Regions from separate parts of the Mus musculus genome. Here region 1 is linked to region 2. Evidence: chromatin contacts called from public promoter capture Hi-C data. All regions are on one chromosome and are shown on one strand. Each heading gives the region's core, a stretch centred on a gene start, on an enhancer-like site or on the middle of the called end of the contact. The rest is flanking DNA. Distances are from core to core; before and after follow the strand shown.

Region 1 (2,700 bases), core at 130-2,629, 180 kb after region 2:
AACTAATTAGGGCTACCAGCTCTTATCAAATAGCAGTTCCATGTATATGTGGATACCAGAACCAAATACCCTTTCCCTGAATGCAACTAATTAACAACCAAAAATCATATTATCAATTATATATGTGCCAACAATGATTAAATACAGAAAAATAAAGTACTGAAAATAATAATAATAATGGCTAAAAACAGAATTTCCTAGAAATAAATGGGGTACCCCCACCTTTGATTCCTCTTTCTTCCTCCCTCCAAGAACAGGGGTTTTATTGAGTTTGTTTGCTTTGAGTCAGGGTGCCACTATATTGTCCAAGCCAGCCTTTAGCTTGTACTGGTCCTCTTGTCTCAGCCTCTTGCATTCTGGGATTACAAGCATGCATCTCAACACCTGGCCTAAGAGTGGATTCTGGGGGTGGAGAGTTGGCTCAGTGGTTAAGAGCACTTGTTCTTGCAAAGGAACTGGGTTCAATTCTCAGCACCCATGTGGGGGCTCACCACCTCCTCAAGCATCAGGTGTGCATGTAGTACACAGACACACATGCAGACAAAACACTCATACAAACAAAATATTAAAAAAAAATAAATGTTGACAGGAGGTGATGGTGCATGCCTTTAATACCAGCACTCAGGAGGGATCTCTGAGTTCAATGCCAGTCTAGTCACAGAATGAGTTCTGGGACAGCCAGGGCTACACTGAGAAACCCTGTCTTTTTAAAAACAAAAATGGATTCTGGATAAGGAAGTTTCTAAGAATATAAGAGCACAGAACAAGAAAGAGTAGATAGAATGAGTAGGCAGCCTGCAGAGGAACGTCAGAAAGAAAGTTTCTCTAGAAAGTCCTACACCCTACCACACCAACACTGCCAAGAAGAGAAAGAGAAAGTGCTGCCTGTATTGGCATTTAGCTTTCCCTGCCAAGAAGGAGGAGAGAAGAAAGGAGGAATGAGTATTGGTATTGTATCAGAATTACCTGTATAATATGTAGGAGCTCACCAGAAGGGAAGATTGAAAACAACTAAACAAATAAAGCAAGCTCTTCGGATGTAGCAGGAGCCGTATGGAGAGCTCCAACTTAAGCTCCACACGAACCACGTTAGAGAATAGCACAGTGGCTAAAGTCCTTGATTTCGTCTACCTTTTCTTCCTTTGCCTGGCTGAAGAATGAATGGCTCTTGGTAAGGGGTGGGTCAAGTCTAGACAATAAACATCTGGACAGACTCTTGATACAATTCCATCCTAAACTGGTGCTCCAAATCTCACTAATCCCCAGCTGGAGGAACAGAAATATCTCAATTTGCCATAATAAACTCCAGTTTTGGACTCTGAACAAAGTTATAGAAAAGAAGCAGAAAGCCTACAAATGCTGCTGTTAACAGCTTTGTCTGAACTTCCTCTTTCCTCCCACTCAAGCAGCAAAGAAGTACCCATGAGCACCCAGTCCTCAGTACTGAGAGAAGAAGACAAAGAGATCTCAGATGTGGCAGGAGGGAGTGAATGAAAACCAACCCTCCTCCCCCAACACATTCAAGGAAGGAGGAGATCCCGGTGGAAATGTCCAGTCACAAACAGATGAAATGGAAACCAATGACATGGCAGCTAGACAAAAATACTAGAGTGAAAAGAGGAAGGAAAGACGGAAGGTAGAAAGGAAGGAAGAATGGAAACACAGGAGGCAGATGTACGGATGGACACATAGATGCAGGGAACATAGGGGAAAAAGAAAAACTGCATTTCTGTGCAAAATATATACAGTAACTGCTTAACTCTAGGGGAAATTAGAATCTGAAAAAAATGAGAATAAGAAATCAGGACAAGAAAAGAAGATCACACATAATGGACAAGGATTCTATTTAAGGAAAAAAATTAAAGACCAAGAATGGAATGAATAAGAGATTGAAAAAACAGAACTGGTCAGGTTGTTTTTTAAAAATGAGGACATATAACACGCACAGTTTTACATGAATTAGTAAGGTGGACCAGATAGATTGAATGATCATAAAGAATATAAAGAGGAAAAGAAAGATTGAAGAAGGAAGGTTCTAAGTTGAGTTCTATCGACCCTTTCATTGAACAAATAATATATTCAAAGACATAATAGAAGAAAACTTGTCCTTAGTGGAGGGAAGAGTTGAACTTGGAGGTTAACTATACATCTGAAGCTTTTCTTTCCATTCTTTTGTTTTTCCTTCTTTTGTTTTCTTTTGTTTTGTTTTCTTTTCTTTTCTTCTCAAGGCATGTCTATAAAGAAATGCTACTGTTCTTATTCCTAACAGGAAAGAAAATACACATGCAGGGAATATAAAGGTTAAGGGACACAGTAAATAAGAGGTCTTGGGTATCTCTACAATGCTGAAAACAATTGGGAAACATTTCATAGAAATGAATTAGCCAATAATGTTATAGTTATGCAGGCTATTGATAAATAAGATGTTTTCAAATATGCTAGAACTCAGGACACAGAATACTTCCAGTGCTTCCCAGGAAAACTACTAGATAATGAAGTCCAACTAAATAAAACATAAATCAAAATAAAAATGCTTAAGGATGGTTAGCCACAAGGAGGGAACTGGCAGTAAGCATGAAACCCTTTTATTCGGGTGCACAACTGGACAACTGTGAAAACTGGTTACAAAGTAGAATGGAAATGTTATAACCTTGACCACACACAGAGGAGAATTCATCAGCTAGCCAGTCAGAGGCAAGA
Region 2 (2,700 bases), core at 90-2,589:
GCTGGCCTCAGACCTGCAGCAATCCTCCGGCTTTTGCTTCTTGAGTGCTAGGAATCCAGGTGTGAACCACCATGCGGGCCTCAGGCTCATTCGCGTAACTCTCTCGAGACCCCAGGGGCCCCATAAGACCTACCTTAATCTCTTATAAGGGCAGCTTCCCCAGAGACCTAAGAGTCTCCTGCTAGGTCCCGCCTCATAAAGGACTGACCTCTCAGCTGACCTCTCAGCTACCCTAGCATATTTTGGACCACATGCAAGCACAGCAGGCTACAGGCACCAAGGGTCTCAGTTAACTAAGCTCTGATTTTATTGTCTCTCTTGTTTGTTTGAGACAGTTTCCCTGTGTTTCCCAGGCGTGTACTGCTATCCTAGAGTCAAATGATCTTGCTGCCTCAGCATCCTAAGGACTAAGTCTATAGACATAGGCCAAAATCTGTGGTGTTTTTATTTTGTTGTCGAGACAGGGTTGTTGCTTTGTTTTCCAAGCTAGCCTGAAACCATCAATCCTCTGCCTCTGCGTCTCCAGCGCTGGGGTTCACGGGTGTGCACTACCACTCTAGCCATCAAATTTGCTTACGGATGAGGTCTATACAAAGACATCTGTTAGGTAACTATCTAAGACTTAGAGTAGGAGCTCTTCGGGCACCGCCTCACTTCCCCTAGGATCAAGGGTACAGGCTAGGGAAGTAGCTTGCTTTGTGGGATGCTCGGGTGGGTCTCTGAGTTTCTACACATCAGTTACAGTTCTCACTTATAAATATCCACAGACATCTCTGTCTTGGACTTGCTGTCCCTGAGTTTTGGGATTCATCTTGTCTTGTTCGCATCCCTCTCCCTGTCTAGAACTCAAGTGAACTCTGTTGATCTTGTGACTGGGAGTTTCTCTTCAAATCAGAAATTGATACCACAGAGAGATGTTGGAGAGTCAAGGTCATAGCAGGGTGGCCACCCTGATTTCTTCCTCTCTCCTTTCTTTCCTTCCCTTCCCCTTGTCCATTCTCCAGGTGCCTTGGTGTGCAGCTGACCATGATAATTTCAGCTTCTTGGACCTGCCTCCTCTCGGGGACTGGGCCATGCTGTGTGTTTCCCGAAGCTGTCCCCCTAGAATCTCACACAAGGCATAGTCCAGACTAGATGCGGATAGTGTCTTTAGTTCAGTAGGGGGACCATCCAGGCCTGACTGGAAACTTAGAAGCTATAGCCAGCTCCACTGCCTGTCCTCAGGGGCCCTTGTCCATTTGGGATACTGGCCTGTTGTTACACTCCAGAATGGATTGTGTTTACTGACAGGAAACCAGAGGGTGGAGGGGGATGGAAACCAAGGAGGGAATCTTGTAACACCACAGGGCAGAGAGTAATGAGGACCAGGGCAGGGACAAGGTCAGGGAGACAAAAAAGGACTCTGGCCCAGGATGGAGGCAGAGAGAGCAAAGCAAAGAGCAAAGGGAGTGAGACCTCTGCCCCAGCCTTGACCCTGAGGACCTGCCCAGGCCTCTGCTCTGGGAACAAGGAGAGAAACCAGCAACCTATCTCAGGGGACAGCCATGAACACAGCATGCTGAGTTCTCAAAGCAGCCAGGGACTACTTATGGAGGTCGGCGGCCAGGCTGTTCCTCTGTGAGTCCTCACAGCAGGGAGTTTCAATTCTCAGGTTTCCTCTCATGTGACTCCAGAGGATAAGTGCTATGGGGAAAGACAGTTTGAGGTCCAGGAAGGGGACCTCTCTGGAGCCCAGGATTTTGTGGCCTGCTGTGGAGCTTCAGGCAGCTGGCAGCTGAACTCTGCAGCATGGACCCCTGGGGCCCTGGCCTGAGATGCTAATGCTGCAGCCTCCATCTCTCACACAAAGGACATTAGGCGGTCTGCTAGTAGCTGGGTATGGCCAGATGAGTATTTAGGACTGAACAGGCCATGTCCCTGGAGCATCAATGGGACATGATCACCGCAGTAAAATGCTACCTCCGTTTATGTGTATATTAAAACAAATGTGTAATTGGGAATAAAAGCTATTTTTACAGATCCATTTAAGAAAACTCTGAGCCCTTACAGAAACCGCACATCTAAGAGGCGTGTCCAGAGCCTGGGCCTCGGTGTTCTTTCTCATGCCATCTTCCACACTTTGCAGATGAGGGAAATGGATTTGGGGGAAGGAGGCATGACTGGCTTCTGCAGGAGAGGTGAGGGTGCGCTCACGTTTCTGGGCTGGGCTGGCAGCAGGCTGTTTATGACTCAGTAAGGAATGAAGTTGCAGGCAGTAAGTTAGACACTGTTCTCTTTGCTGTGGTAAAATACTTGACAAGAGCAGCTTAAGGAGGGAAAGGAGCAGCTGACAGCTCAGTGGGTAAAGTGCTTGCCGTGCAAGCATGAGGACCTGTGTCAGTCCCCAGTCGACTGGACTCAGTAGTGCCCATCTGTAATCCCAGCGTGCCTTTGAGAAGAGGTGAGGCAGAGAGAGGAGAAACCCTAGAAGCTGTCAGTGACAAGAGACCCTGCTGCCAGCTGCTGCTCTGAAGAGGCACCATGACCGCAGCAACTCTATAAAAAGAAAGCATAGACCTATAAAAAGACCATTTCAGAGGTCTAGCCCGTTATTGTCATGGTGGAAATCATGGCGTGCAGGCAGACATGGTGGTGCTGGAGAGGTAGCCGAGAGCTGAGCTACGTGAATCTGTAGGCAGCAGGAAGAGAGAGAGACCCTGG

What was found. Promoter capture Hi-C pulls out the DNA fragments that hold promoters and counts their contacts.
Region 1: a contact with region 2 is called in a promoter capture Hi-C map of pre-B cells, with 2.5 times the contacts expected there. The contact joins two enhancer-like sites. A contact is called at or near these places in 3 of 39 promoter capture datasets (the HPC-7 cell line, pre-B cells and second pharyngeal arch cranial neural crest), 1 of 115 datasets of contacts at active chromatin or transcription factors (bone marrow-derived macrophages) and 1 of 9 other capture datasets (embryonic stem cells).

The regions. Positions count from the first base shown.
Region 1 is chr7:110,907,307-110,910,006 of GRCm38.p6, forward strand. All of the region lies in intron 10 of Mrvi1 (MRV integration site 1), which reads right to left. Among named protein-coding and RNA genes, the nearest start is that of Gm16336, 3.7 kb to the left of the region's middle. Within about 2 kb of position 1,380, at least 29 of the 459 cell types and tissues checked have an H3K27ac peak or open chromatin away from gene starts, as enhancers often do. A contact at or near this core is called in pre-B cells, where this site is marked.
Region 2 is chr7:110,729,977-110,732,676 of GRCm38.p6, forward strand. No RefSeq gene overlaps it. Among named protein-coding and RNA genes, the nearest start is that of Gm39068, 8.3 kb to the right of the region's middle. Within about 2 kb of position 1,340, at least 38 of the 459 cell types and tissues checked have an H3K27ac peak or open chromatin away from gene starts, as enhancers often do. A contact at or near this core is called in pre-B cells, where this site is marked.